Regions from separate parts of the Sus scrofa genome. Here region 1 is linked to region 2. The links are chromatin contacts, called in public Hi-C maps. All regions are on one chromosome and are shown on one strand. Each heading gives the region's core, a stretch centred on a gene start, on an enhancer-like site or on the middle of the called end of the contact. The rest is flanking DNA. Distances are from core to core; before and after follow the strand shown. Region 1 overlaps SRGAP2 (SLIT-ROBO Rho GTPase-activating protein 2). Region 2 holds the start of SRGAP2 (SLIT-ROBO Rho GTPase-activating protein 2).

Region 1 (7,066 bases), core at 3,106-5,605, 100 kb after region 2:
GCTAACTCCATACTCCTGTCTAGCTGCTGATGGCTCACAGATGTCTTCTTCCAGACTTGACCTCTCCTAAGAACTCCAGACTGGAGAACAAAACTGCATTTTTCCAACAGGAAGTTCCCTTTAAAGTCCAGATGAATCTCATGACCCTCTATAGTCATCTTCGTTTGTCTCTTTTCCTGACAGCTCGTAGGGGCTTGGTTCAGACTGGTGGAACTCAACTTGTGCCAGTGCCATATCCCAAGCTGGGTCCTACACAAAATGAAGTCAGTCCTCCAGTGCCAGCTCTCTAGGGATTTAGGATCTGGTTTTTAATATTGATCTGGTTTATTTGCCATTTCGTTGTGCTGGAGCCTTGAGCAATGTAGTTTGCCACGGTCCATTACCACGGTGGACATGTTTAAATTGACATTTGGTCTTTTCAGGAGTGGATTGGTAGGGAAATCCTTGGGTTTTTGACTCTCCTTATGCTGCCCTTCTGCTTTTCAAGACTCTCCCCTTGCTTTGGCCAGTTTATAGAGCCCTTTGGACCTCTGTATCTGACCTGCTCGTAGAACTCGGGGGCTCTCTCTTGCCCGCTCTTTCTCTCCATCGTCTTCGGAGTAAACCTTCACATCACTGTGTTCTACTCACATATCCTCCTGAGCTGGATCAGCCCATTCCTGCCCCCTCATCTTTGAGGAGTCATCACAACCTTCTTCCTTCACTACCGTAACATCTCTACATCCTCAGACTAACTCAGGCCAACCCTGCTTTACATGGATGGCCTCTCTGAGCGTGGCCATGGCCTGGGAGCATGAATTTGGCCCTTAGCACACACAGTCCTATTCAGCTGAATACTTTTGCATTTAGCCTCCTTTTTTTCTCCCAATTGGGTTGTAAGCCCTTTGAAAGCAAGACAATGTCTTATATTTTCTCATGTGTTCTAATGATTTGCGGCTCAGATCTTGACACAAGTATTTGCTAGCCTTGATGATTGATGATTACGGTTCTTGGCAGTTGACTTCCACTTGACCTCCAGCAATGCATCAAGGGCATCAGACTAGGTGACATTTCCCAGAGGAGCTGTTGGTCCCCTCATACCAAATCTTTAGTTTGTAGTACAAGTTAAATTCTAGACTTTGGACCTTGGGAATTCTGTTTCTTAAACATCTCGGGCAAGGCCTTGGAGCTCAGATGACTACTTTGGCATGTGATGTGGCCAGCTTGTACATTTGGGAGCCTTTTGTCTTTGACTTTCTATTGAGTCACTTGAAAGAACTGAGGCGCCGGCCAAGAGCAATCCCGATGATTAAAGTTCCCTGAGATACTCCCCCTCACACCCTCTCTCATGCATATCAGCTTTACGAGGTTGCTTTCTGTGCCTTCACTTGGGGGCTCAAAAATGCATGAATGAATGTCCTTTGGAAACTCTTAAGGCCATTTTTCTCTTCCTCCTTCCCCCTGGCTAGTTTCTCTTTGTCTCCAAAGCTGCATGTGCTGTTTTTAGGTAGTGTGGAGTTAATGCAAGTGGAGGAAGGGTTCATTCTTTAATAAGGTAGAGGTGACTAACAAAGGGCAGACCGCTTTAGAGATGGTCAAACTTAAAGTGCGACAGAGAGGACTTAGTAGAAAGAAAGCCAAGAGGCCAGCAGCCCAGTTGCCCCCACTCCTCCTTCCTCCCACCAAGGTGAACCAAGGGGAAGGTCTTAGGTTTTGTTTTGTTTTGTTTTGTTTTTTGTCTTTTTAGGGCTGCATCCATGGCATATGGAGGTTCCCAGGCTAGGGATCGAATCAGAGCTGTAGCTGCTGGCCTACACCACAGCAATGCCAGATCTGAGCCGTGTCTGTGACCTACACCACAGCTCACAGCAACACCGGCTCCTTAACCCACTGAGCGAGGCCAGGGATCAAACCTGTGTCCTCATGGATGCTAGTCAGATTTGTTTCTGCTGAGCCACACTGGGATCTCCAGGTCTTACCTTTGAACCCAGTGATGGTTCTTACCCAGTTTACTCACCACTGTAGAGGGAGGGATAGCTTGGGCTCACTAGCTTTAGGATCACTGGCTTCAAAGTATGTATTATTCCTACTAATGATTGATGAGAGTTGGTATGTGCAAGGATTTTCCACTCCTGGAATTCTCCCACTCATTTTGACCTCTGTCTCCTTCAGCCTGGGTTGCTCATTCACTCTCACTCCATCTCTTCATTTAGGCCTTGGAATCCATCCAGCAGACCTCCTCCACTCTGATCTTCCTGCAACTCTGTTTTCATCCTGACACGAACTTTCACCGGCTCCATTTCTGGTCTCTTGAAATCCAAACTAGCCTGTTAGCTACTATATATAAAATAGATAATCTGGAGGTCCCATTGTGCCTCAGCAGTTAACGAATCCGGCTAGCATCCATGAGAACACGGGTCTGATCCCTGGCCTTGCTCAGTGGGTTGAGGATCCAGCTTTGCCATGAGCTGCGGTGTAGGTCACAGATGCGGCATTGCTGTGGCTGTGGTGTAGGCTGACGACTTCAGCTCCAATTCAACCCCTAGCCTAGGAACTGGGAACCTCCATATGCCACGGGTGCAGCCCTAAAAAATATATATATACATATGTACATGTATAATAGATAATCAATAAGGACCTACTGTCTAGCACAGGGAATTCTACTATATTCTGTAATAACCTAATGAGAAAAGAATATGAGGAGTTCCCAATGTGGCTCAGAGGGTTAAGGACCTGACATTGTCTCTGTGAGGATCTCTGGCCTCACTCAGTGGGTTAAGGCTCCAGCCTTGCCATACCTGCAGTGTAGGTCATGGATGCAGCTCAGATTTGGTGTTGCCGTGGCTGTGGTATAGGCTTCAGCTGCAGCTCCAGTTCAACCCCTGGCCTGGGAACTTCCGTATGCCTCAGGTGCAGCCCTAAAAAAAAAAAAAAGAATCTGAGTGTACATGTACACGTATAATTTAGTCACTTTGCTGTACACAAATTGTAAATCAAACAAAAGTCCTCATTCTCACTGCCCGACCTCTGAATGTTGAAGTTTTTGTGTTGGGCTGGAGTGGAAAAACAGCTTTATATCATTTCCTCTCATTTTCTTTCTTTATCTCCTTCTTTCCACAAATTTGGAGGTGTACTGTATGCCACGTATTTAGGAGTAAGTTGGTGACCCAAACAAATAATTTCTTCTTCTTAAGGAGTTTCATCTTTCTCAAGAAAGCTTACTTTAGCAATGATAGTCCCCACTGCTCTGAATCCTTAAGCTTTCACTTGTATTTGTTCTTAATTTCATTCTTACAGCATACTATGACAGGAAATTTTATATATATTTGTATCTTGCATAAATAGGTAATATATAAACAATTATATATTTTGAAAATATATATTATATTGTATATAATATATAAATATATTTTTAATTTATAAATCTCTATTTTGAAAATATATATTTTGATCACGTTTTCACAATTAGATGGTCAGTTCCTTGAGAACAGGGACCTTCATCCTTCTGAATACTTGAGAATCTGCCACGCCATCCACTCAGACGCCTTCATTTGCAACGGACCAGAAACCCAAAGCAAACTATTTTAGGCAAACACTGAATCAGTTGGTTTGTGTGATAGAAAGGGCCAGGGATAGGGCTGGCATCTGGCCATGACTTGATTCGGGGGCTCAAATTTCCTTGTCCCATGTCTTGGTTCTGCTTCCTCCAGGTGAGCTTGATGCTCAGACAGGCTTTGTACTCATGGTGGTGAGATGGCTGCACAGCCTCAGACTGACATTGTTCCCAGGTCTTGTAGCTCCTAAACAGGGCCCGGAGGTAACCGCCTTTGGAGAGGCCAGAGGTGACATCTGCTTTATGAAAAAAGCACAGGGACCAAGAGTGAGGGAGGATATGGATGCAAGGAAGGGAAAAAAATAACGATAAGTTATATCACATCCACATATTTGGGAAGCTTGGTAGCTATTTGTTGGTTGGTTGCTTGGATCAACTCACGTTTGTTTCTCTGTTGTAATCAGCAGAGTGAAGTAACAAGGAAAAAGGCCATCAATCACACTCTTTGAGGGAAAATATTTGCTGTTTTCCAGTTTACTAGGAGTGGTGTGATGGCTTTTTTTTTTTTTTTTTTTTTTGGCATGCTGACTCCTCAGAGATAAGTAATGATGTCGGTCACTGAAAGACATGGTATAGCAGATGGATTGAGGGTGACACGTGCCTCATTTCTCTCTGCTCTCACGACACCGTGTGCGTACCTCATTTATTTGTATTCTTAGTTCATCTGGTTTGTTATAGTTTTTTCGCTTGTTTCTTCCTGACCACTCTGCTGACTTTGACAGAGGACTTTTGTCTCTGTCCTCTCAGAGCACCTGGAAGGGGCTCAAATAAATATTTGCAGTAAGAGTAAGTAAGAAAGAACTTTGGCTTAGGAACCCAGTGACCTGGATTCCAGGCCCCGATCTGCAGCTAAAGGGCTGTCTGACCTCCAGCAATTCCTTTCCCTTCTCCGGGCTTTGTGCCTCCCATCTGTCCCATAACCAAGTTGTAAAGGCCCTCCTGTTCCTGAGTTTCTAGAAAGGCAAACCCGCAGGTCAAGAGCAAGACTTGGCAAGCCATTCTAGCATTTTGTTTCCTGGGGGACAGTTTTGAGAGGAGCTGATTACTGTGGCGATAAGAGGTCTTGGTAAGAGATATGGAAGGTGGAGCCTGGTGAAAGACTCGATTGTCTTCTTATATAACACTCGCTGGAAAGGTACGAGGAAGGAATATTCCTGAGATGGCAGAGGTGACGTCATGTGTTTGTGAAAGGCTAAAAGCAGGTGAGGCAGATTTTGTGGAAAAAGACTGGCAGTCGGGCCCGGCTCCCAGTGGGGGAGCACGGGGGCCTGATCTCCTGCTCCACGGGCGCTGAACAGAACCTGTGGGAGTGACAGCTCTTGTCCCCTACGTGCCAACGCATCAAGAAGGGAAGGACATACCTGCGTCACTCTCCTGAAAAACTGCGTCTTTCCCGGCCTGCCCTCCCACCCTCACTCTCTCCTCAGAAATGTGGGATTCGTATGACTTAGAGAAAATTCCAGAAGAAGGAGATGAATTTTGAAAAAGGGAAAGGAGAGGGCTAATTGCTTTGGGTTGGAAGCACTAAGCTGAGCAAATTCCCCTAGTACTCTGCTGACTGATGAATTCCCTGGGTGTTCTCTGAGGTAAGGACAGTTTTCCGAGGATTATGTCACCTGCATTGGCAGGTGTTATATAATTTAGAGTCTCCATGATTGTTGCTGTGGCAGGGCCTTACTGTTTCTGTTAAATGATCGGTATCCTGTTAGGTCTAGTTTTTCTTTGAATTTCATCCATTTTGTGACCCTTCAGCATCTTTCTAAAAAGAAAATGAGCCTCCTTCTAACTCCCAGGACCGGTGTAGTTAGGCTCTCACCTGTGGCTAAGCATGGACAAGGAGTCAGCACGTCCTACGGGGGGGGCTTTTCTGGATGTGTCTGCTGATCCTGGATTTGAACTCATGCATAAAAACAGTCCTTGCCAGGTTTGGATGGGACACCCTTCGGAAACGATGGAATGGTGATCTGCCGGTGGAGTTCAATGTCGTGGCCAAGCTTTGCTGTCCTAAGGGACAGCTTCTAAAATTTGCTTTGTTCCCATCGTGGCGCAGCAGAAATGAATCCGACTAGGAACCATGAGGTTGCGGGTTCGATCCCTGGCTTTGCTCAGTGGGTTAAGGATCTGGCATTGCCATGAGCTGTGGTGTAGGTCACAGACGTGGCTCAGATCTGGCGTTGCTGTGGCTGTGGTGTAGGCCGGTAGCTGTAGCTCCAATTCGACTCCTAGCCTGGGAACCTCCATATGCCACAGGTGTGGCCCTAAAAAGCAAAAAAAAAAAAAGTTTGCTTTAAGAATATTCAGTGCAGAACTGAAATTCAGCCCATACAAGTGGAGAAATGGAAACCAAGAATTCCTTCCTCCTTTTGGTGCCTGTTTGTTGGGCCATTTTCCCTTGAGCTGACAGGAAGGTGCTCAACAGGACATGCTGTTTTGCTGGGATTAAATTTTTTTAATGAGATATCACTCACATACCATAAAATTTACCCCTTTAAAGTGTACAATTTTGGGTTCTTTCCTTTCTTTCTTTCTTTTCTTTTCTTTTTAGTAGTCTCAAGATTGTGCACTATCACCAGGATCTAGTTCCAGAACTGTAGGGTTCAATTTTGACTCAACTCTTTGAATGAAATACTAATCAAAGGTCAACTCTGATTTTCAGGAAACTTGTTCTAAAACGTGGGCCCCTTTTTCAAGGGAAGCTGTAGTTTTTATTCACATCATTTTTTATAAACAGGAGGAGTCAGATGACATTGAAATTTTCTCAGTATTTTTGCTTGATCTCTTTTGCCTGTTGCTGATAAGTTCAAAATATTTGGTCTTTCGGTGGGGGCTTATTACCTGACTGTGTTATGATAAAGAATATTTGAAGCAGGAGTTCCCTTCGTGGCTCAGTGGAAACGAATCCGACTAGGAACCATGAGGTTGCAGGTTCGATCCCTGGCCTCGCTCAGTGGGTTAAGGATCCGGCACTGCCATGACCGTGGTGTATAGGTCACAGACCTGGATCGGATCTGGCATTGCTGTGCTTGTGGCAAAGGCTGGCAGCTACAGCTCCGATTAGACCCCTAGCCTGGGAACCTCCATATGCCGCGGGTGCGGCCCTAAAACAGACAAAAAGACCAAAAAAAAAAAAAAAAAAAAAAAGAATATTTGAAGCAAAAGCAATAAGACTGTCTTGCTTTCTTTTCCCTCCTCTTCTTGTCAAGTCATGCTTCTTGAGGGCAGGGCTTGGGCCTGTTTTGTCCTCTGTCACCAATACCTAGCACAGGGTCTGTCCTACAGTAGGGCCTCAGTAAAGATTTGCTGCATAAATGGGCTGTATGAGGTGCCTGGGGAGCTCATTTTTGACTTGCATCCCTCCAGGTAGTTCATGGCGACCTTTGTACTTGGGCTTTCTAGATGGCCAGGGAATTCATTTGTAGTCCTGAGATGCAGCTGCTTTAGAAAAAGAGACCTTGACTTCTTCCAGGGAAGTTC
Region 2 (7,650 bases), core at 2,486-4,985:
AAGAGAGGCCAGGGATCATGGCTATTAGCTAGGTTTGTTACTGCTGAATCACTACAAGAACTCCACCATTTTTTAAGTGGACAAGTTCATAAGTGTTAGGTGTGTTCACATTTTTGTGCAATGAATCTCCAGGCCATTTTCATTTAGCAAAACTGAAACTCTGTACCCATTAAATAACAACTCTCCATTTCCCTCTTCCCCTGACCCTCAACCACCATTCTACTTTCTGTTTCTATGAATCTGACTACTTTAGATACCACAGATGAGGAGAATCACATAGCTTTTGTCTTTTAGTGACTTATTTCACTTAGCATAATGTCCTCAAGGTCCATCCATGTTGTGGCATGTGACAGGCAGGACATCCTTCCTAAGGCTGAATAATGTATCAATGTATGCATAAACCACATTTTGTTTATGAATTCATCTGCTGATGGACATTTGGGCTGTTTCTGCCTCTTGGTTATTATGAATATGCCATTTATTTTCCATTAAAGTGGCACCATTTTATATTCCCACCAACAGTGCACAAGGGTTCCGATTTTTCCGAACCCTTGATACAAAAAGTACTTTTGATTGTGATTTACATGAATTTTGTAAACCCAAAGAGCCAAAAGAGACTCTAAGAGAACTATAGTATATTTTGTTAAGAGTTAATATTTGTGAGCTCATTATAAATGACAAACAAACCTTCCATGTAAAAAATCTTGTGTGTTCATTGACTCACATCCATGTTAGCGCATTAATCCATCACCACTGTAACCATTATAAGGAGGAGTAGACAAGGGAAAAGACCTGATTATATTCCAGATCTGGCCTAACCTTTAACAAGTCACATATCTGAGCCCTCCTTGTGACTATCTTAAACTTTCCACAGGTATTACAAAGACTAATGGGTTAATATTTAAAATTTTTGTTTCTGTATGTGCTACTAAAAAGAAAAGGCGCTAGATAATTTAAATCATAGAAACTTGGCAAGAGTAGTTTCTAGATTTATTGTCTACTGCTTCTTCTTCTTATAACACATACATACTCACAGAGGTACTTGAAATAATAACCCATTTATCTTTGCAGTAAATGAGGGCCTTTGGCTTTGTCATTAGGCATGACCACATTTAAACCAATGTAGATAGGATTTCAAGGAAGAGTCCACAGCTTTGAGTATATTTAAAAAAATTTAAAGTGTCTATCGTGATCATAAAATCCATTTGAAAGTATTCTGATTATTAGCCTGACTCCTCTGGCTCTGTGTCCAAAGAATAGCTGTCCAGGTATATTTTTGATAATTACTTTTTTGCTTTAATGATAAAGTTTCAATAAAGAGCATAATCTTTAAAGTCATGTAAGGGCACATATAAGTCGACTATAGAAAGAGAAAGTATGTTTTAGAACTAGAAAAAAGGTATATTTAAAGCAAATAAAATGGCCTTTTCAAATAAAAAGCTAATTCTTAAGGACTACCCAATAATAAGTAGTGACTGAAAACAGAATTTAAAAAGGATTTAAGTATGCAAACAAATACATAATGTCTCAAATAGGCTTTATGGGAGCCAAGGATCATTTTAAGGCTAAGTCTCTATTTCATCCCATGAAAATCAACACAAGTCTTTCTCACTCAGAGAGACAGAGGGAGAGCAGGAAAGAATACTGAATTAGATGGACAATTGATCTGATTTGACATGCCAATTGCAAATAATGGTAGAAAGCTAGGGAAAGTTTTTTGGTGTAAAACTTCAAGGATAAAAATGAAAAACTCAAATGACCTCTCTCACCAACAGTACAGAAAATCTTGCCTAAATTACCTAGAATCTGGATTGTGGACTTGATCCAGTGAGAGGATGGTTAGGCAGCACACAGCTGCCAGGGATCCAACTTGAGAGATCACATGACTATAAGTGAGCTAGCACATTACATCAGGACTGACCACTCTGGCTAAACCACAGACTTCGTCCAGACAGTCTGCCCCCTTAGTTACACTCCCAGGGGATCATCAGACTGTTGGGAGTGGCTGGAACACCAAAATGATAACCTCCTTTGTTGACTCCCAGAAGTCCAAGCCAAACACTTTTCCCACTTAGTTAAAGGCTACTGTTGCCCGCCAATAGCATGACTTACTTGGTAGGAGGGATGTCTGTAGAGAAAAGGTCTATTTCAGTGTCGCCCAGCAAAACAGCCTTCATTCCTCTATAGCTGAGCACTTGTTTACAGAATTTGCAACACAGGATGGACACGCGGCGGTCCTTGAAACTACAACAGCTGGTAGACATGGCGTCCGGGGAAGGATGAGATGTGGGATTTTCAAAGTGGAAACAAGAGCTATTCCTTTCCTAGTTTGATGCCCCAGGTTAAAAATCAAATTGCGAGGCCTCGAGCTTTTCTAGGCCCTAAAATCGAGAAGGGAATGAGTTCCTTTTCGATTTTCCCGTGGGAGGGTATAAGTAATATTTACTGAACAGGGACGGGAGAAATAGCAACTTTGACTTTCTCTTCAACTTTCGGGCAAGGGAGTGGAGAGGAGACAAAAGGCAAGCTGCCTCGGGAACTTTTCTGCAATATTCCCTTACTCCAGTCTAGAAGGATCCTTTACCCTTTAACTCCCGCCCCTTTGGCAATTCCCTCAGCTTCTCCCGTGTTTTATCTAAACCTTCCCTCTTAAGCCCCTCCCACGGAGAGCTCCAATTCCTCTCTCTGGGATCGCAGGCTAAGCTTTCCTACCCACGCCTCCTCTTTGGAAATCTTTCTCCTCTCCCCAGAATTCAGAAATCTCCTCAGCTTTCCCACTGGAAGGATCCTGGGTGCTTCTTAGGCCTCCCGCGACCCTCCTCTGTTCTGCTCGTTCGCGGGCCCACCGCTTCACTTCTCTCCCCGCAGCCCCCAGCCCTTAGCGTGCGGGCTCTCGCGCGGTTCCTCTCGCGTCTCTCTCCCCTCGGCTCTCCCTCGTGCCCCCCGCAGTCCCCTCAAGTCTCTCCCGAACGGCCGCTCCAGAGCGCGCGGTGGTATGGGTGGGGCGGGACAGAGGTCGCTTTGGGGGCTCAGACGGCGTTGAGGTCTCTGCCACCGATTGAGGTCTCTGCTACCGAACAGGTCGTTTTTTGCTCCCTCTTCCGCTCTCTCTGCCTTTCCAACAGGCTGTCAGTTTGAATTGCCAGCGTCGCGCACCGATTGGGAGAACTAGAGTTTGCCCACGTCCCGCATTGGAAGGCTTGGGAGCCTGCCCCTGGCGAGATCTTAGTGGCTAAGAAACCGTACGCCACGCCCCAGTAACGGTGCCTTGATCCACTCGGCTTTCTGGTTGGCGGATCTTGGCCACGCCCCCGATCCCATTGGTCAGCCCTGGGAGGTTGGGGCAAGACCTACTCCCGCCTCAGTGAGAGAAGCAAGGCACGCCCTTCGCGCTTTTTACTGGAAGACATTCTAAAGGTTCCCGCCGGTCTCTACTCTCTATTGGCTAAAACTCTCCGCAACGCCCCTCCTCTCTACCCCGGTCCAATTGGTCGTGCCTTCTCTCAGGAGTATGTGTTTGGCTGTGGGTTCCATTTTAATCCCGCCCATCAGTTCTACTTTGGGGTTCGGCCACCCTGGGAGGAGCTTACTCTGTGACCACGCCTCGGTAGTGCTAGTCACACCCCCAAGTTTCGCCAGCTCCTCCTCCTCATTCCAGGCCTCTCGGGATCAGCTATTTCTATTGGCTAAGAGCCCCATCGGTCGATAGAAAACGGGTGGTGATTGGCAAGGGGGTGGGCTCTGCTTCCCGGCGGGGTCCTGCGGAGTTGGCGGAGGCTCCTCCGGGGACTAGGGGACCGATCTGCGTAGAAGCGGGTGGCGGGGAAGAGGGGAGGAGAACTCTGTGTGGGAAGCGGAGCCGGGGGCCTGGGACCCGTCGCGTCAGAGCCAGGTAAAGGCTCCTTCCCTCTCCCCTTTTTCTTCCCGGCCGCGGAGCTGGAGCCCTGACTGAACAAACCCGGGCAGGGGCGGGAAGGAGAGGGCGCGGATGCTGCTTTCGGCAACGCTTTAACATTGTCGCTTGGAATATCTCAGACCCCCTCCCCCCATGACCTACTCCCAGTCTCCCAGTGCAGCCCATAATACTACTCAGGACTGCATCTCCGCCTATCACCATACTGCCTAGGACTCTGCGTTGGCTCACATGCAGCCGCGCAGTCCGCACCCAGCCCCCTCCCCAAGTCCTGCACATGGGCAGCCTCGGTCCACCTTTTGGCAACCGTCGGTGGCATCACTTGCAGCCATCAGCTGCCCTCTTACTCTGTCTCCAAGCCCCGGCAGACAGCCCAGTTACAGCCCTGGACCTAGAAGGATGGGTGTTCCGCACTGCTTCCGGGGCTCTTCCCCTGCCCGAGCCCCCAGCCGGACCTGAATGGCTCCTCTTTACGCGCTCCAGTTCCCAGACATATCTGGAACCGCAAAGTTGTTAACATCCTAGCGCTGCGTGTAGCATCGCGGCCCACAATAGTCTCCTAACTTCCCCCCCAGCCCCAGGGTTATCCTCCCTTTGCCCTCTCCCCGCCTATCAAGCGCGTGCAGAAGCTCCAGTTATCCCTGGCTCCCGTGCAGTCTTAGGACCCCACCTCTCACCCCCCTCCTCTCTTCCTGCCGGCCTGAATCACCACGCCGCTTCTGCTCTCCCTTCCTCCCTCAGTGCGGCCCTTTCTTCAGGCGGGGGAAGTGGGAGACTCCCGGCGCGGAAAGGGAACCGGGCGGCCCAGGAGGGAGAGTCGCCGCTTACAGCGCGTCTTGTAGCGAGACTCCCGGCACTACACTCCGCCCTCTTCTCTCCCGCCTCCTGGGCCTGGGTCGAAGCGGAATCTCCTAGGGCACCTCCTGGTGCGAGGAGTCGGGACTGCTGCCCTCACTGGCCTTGCCCTAACCCCCAGCCTGGGATTGGGTGCGGTATCTGAGATCTCTGGGCTTGGGTGACCAATTAGGGGTGGCATTTAGAGTCACTCTTGTCCCTGACTTGGGACAGGCGGCGGCTGCCTTCCGTCCCCCCGTCCCCCACCCCCGCCTTCCCGGTTTTCCCGACTCCGACCCTCGCCTCTAACCAGTTTCCTGCTTCTGCCGACCACATTGTTTTCCTGGATGTGTCCCGTGCCGAGCAGGCTTTTTCCTGCAGATCTACCCCCCCCGCCCCCCCCTGCAACATTTTGCTGCCAAGAGAAGCTAGTAACCAAAAACAAAACAACTGAGAGGAGGGGCGGAGGGGAAGAAAAGTTGTGCCCGGGTGCCTTGTCCCTCCCCGGCTTTGATCCCCTTTGAAGTCCAGGGAGTTGTCCCAGCCCGGGTCGGGGACCGCGTCGGAGGCAGGGCCGGGAGAGTTCCCTCCGGCTGACGCTGCCCAGTTCGGGAGGCCGCCGAGGTGCCGCAGTCCCCGCCCGGAGCCCCGCGTTCCCGCCGCAGTCCCCACCCAAAGCCTGCTAAGGCGGCTGCTCCAAAGTGTTTTTTTTTTTTCAGCCTTAAAACAAAATCCGGAGGGAGCTTCCTTCCTCCCCACCTCTCTGCGCCGGGCTCTGAGGGCCCGGCAGCGTTTGGCCGAGATGAATGGGCCCAGGCCAGCCTGGAAACGGCGTCCCCTACCCCACCCCCGCAGCGATTAGGATCTGCACTGGGGCTGATCGCCCCCTCCCCTTTCCCCTGCATTTACAGGCAAGTGAACCGGAGCAAACGACTTCCGATCCAGTCTACGCTGCTGCGGCTCCCGTTTGGGATTTGATTTGCAGCATCTTCGAGTCTGTGCAACAAAAAACCGCGAAGCACGCCCAGCCCTCCCCCAGCACCCAGAGACGCACCCGCTCCCTCCCGGGGACCCAGCTGGGCGCGTCCACACCCCCGCACCCCCACACCATGTTGTGCGGAAGGACTTCCACTCCCCGCCTGTGTCGTTGATGTCAGACCCCAGGCCAACCTCCGGGCGCTGCAGTTCTCCTGGCTAATGCTGAGGCTGCGGCTTGGGCTCTAGCACAGGAACCGACCAACGCCGCGCCCGGCCCCAGCGCCCACCGACTGCATGTGCCCGCCGTAGTCGCCTGCCCAACCCGCAGCCCGCGCTCCCCGGAGCGCTGGAGACCACCGCGGGGGGCCCCTTCTGCCCGCGGGAGAAGCGATCTTGGAGGTATTGATTTCGGTGGTTGGATTTTCCCCGTGGATCTATCAATTCACAATTCGAATTTGGAAGAAAGAAGGAAAACATGACGTCTCCAGCCAAATTCAAAAAGGATAAGGAGATCATAGCGGAGTACGATACTCAGGTCAAAGGTAAGGGCTTTGAAAAATAACATAATGCATGTGCTCTGTGGACCATTGAGACCTGTATTTCCATGATTTGCAGGATGTTCATTTCTTTGGGTGGAGCAGGTAGGGGGCAGGTGACCCTAGAGGTGGTTTCTTAGGTGAGTCTGAGTCTCTGAGGGATTGTCCATAGCAGGGGCCATAGGATCTGGAAATGAATTTTTGGAGTTGGCTTTAGACTTGTCCTAGGGCTGGCCATTATTTTGGCAGTCCTTTCCTCCAGGCTAAATGGGGTGGGGGAGGGGCAGGAGGTTCTTGGAGAGAGAAAGGCGGCAATTTGCCTCTGGGTGCCTGGGTCTGGTTTCCTTGAAGGACAGCTGAAATCTGACAGGTGTTTGGGAATTTATTTCAGAGGTGGAAGAGGAGTCCAGGCAGGAAAAGGCATACCGTGGAGAAGGTGTACCATTTGGAGAGCCCTGGGGGAGGCAGGGTTTTTTGGGTTTTTTTGGTTTTTTTCCTGATGCACTAGATCAAAACATGACATTTGCTATGGCATCAGACCCAGAAAGTCTGTGGCCACCTTGGGTGGACCTTGTACCTGCCTGGTCTCTGGCTGTCTGCATTCAGTCAGAAGTCAGAGAACCGAAAGAATAAGGTCACTCACACCCCGTCTCCGCCCTCACCTAAACCTGAATGGAACTGGGATGTTGCTGGGTGGTGCTGATTCTGGAGACTGGGAAGACATAATTGTTTAACCCTTCTGTGTTGTCCTCTGCTCCAGAATACATGCTTTTAAAGGCCCACATCCCTCTCTGCAAAAATGTGAAGGGTGAAGCAAAATGTGGACCTAGAGAAAACAGGTGACCAGTCGGGCACGTCTAGTTGCCTGCCCGACTGAATTTGACATAAATCAAAACCTCTTTCTAGATAGCCCTTTTTTTTTTTTTTAAACCAGCAGTTCCCATAGAAGGGGTTCCTGCCTGTTAAAGAGCCCCAGCATATGGTTGTGCAAGGTACTGTCCCTTCCTGGCCAGTGACTGGAAAAGCCATGTGTCGCTAGCCCATTGAGACCTCAGCTGGGGGGGTGGGAGAGGTGGGTGGCCTTGAATGTTACACCACATGGTTGGAGCTCTGGGTTTTCCTTTGTTTCAGAGTACAGAGGGAGGGGCCCCTCCTTCTTTCCCTGCACCAATGCAAGGAGACCTTTTCCTATCATAGAGGACTTGGGAAGGGCCATGTCTTCCCTCTAATGATTGCTGGGAGTGAGGGTGGGGGTAGAGTTTGAAATGGGCAGCTGCCTTATCCCTGGAAGGTTGGAAGGTAGTTTCAGGTCCCCATTGTGCCTGTAGGATCTTTTTAATGTCATCAGCTTGGTCAGTGCTGGAGGTGCCCTGAGGGACCTTCTATCCA

The links. Hi-C and Micro-C count contacts between places; a contact is called where the count stands out from the background.
Region 1: a contact with region 2 is called in a Hi-C map of liver, with 3 times the contacts expected there. The contact joins the enhancer-like site here to the promoter of SRGAP2 in region 2. A contact is called at or near these places in 2 of 5 promoter capture datasets (fetal skeletal muscle and liver), 4 of 47 Hi-C or Micro-C datasets (liver and skeletal muscle) and 2 of 2 datasets of contacts at active chromatin or transcription factors (alveolar macrophages and skeletal muscle).

What each region holds. Positions count from the first base shown.
Region 1 is chr9:66,936,601-66,943,666 of Sscrofa11.1, forward strand. All of the region lies in intron 2 of SRGAP2 (SLIT-ROBO Rho GTPase-activating protein 2), which reads left to right. Among named protein-coding and RNA genes, the nearest start is that of FAM72A, 100 kb to the left of the region's middle. Within about 2 kb of position 4,356, at least 10 of the 83 cell types and tissues checked have an H3K27ac peak or open chromatin away from gene starts, as enhancers often do. A contact at or near this core is called in liver, where this site is marked.
Region 2 is chr9:66,834,332-66,841,981 of Sscrofa11.1, forward strand. It overlaps SRGAP2 (SLIT-ROBO Rho GTPase-activating protein 2), which reads left to right and starts at 3,736. Exons shown (of 23, transcript XR_002335789.1): 1 at 3,736-3,892; 2 at 5,659-6,267. FAM72A (protein FAM72A) reads right to left here and starts at 5,449. Exons shown (of 5, transcript XM_021063305.1): 1 at 4,742-5,449; 2 at 2,113-2,253. The coding sequence starts at 2,177.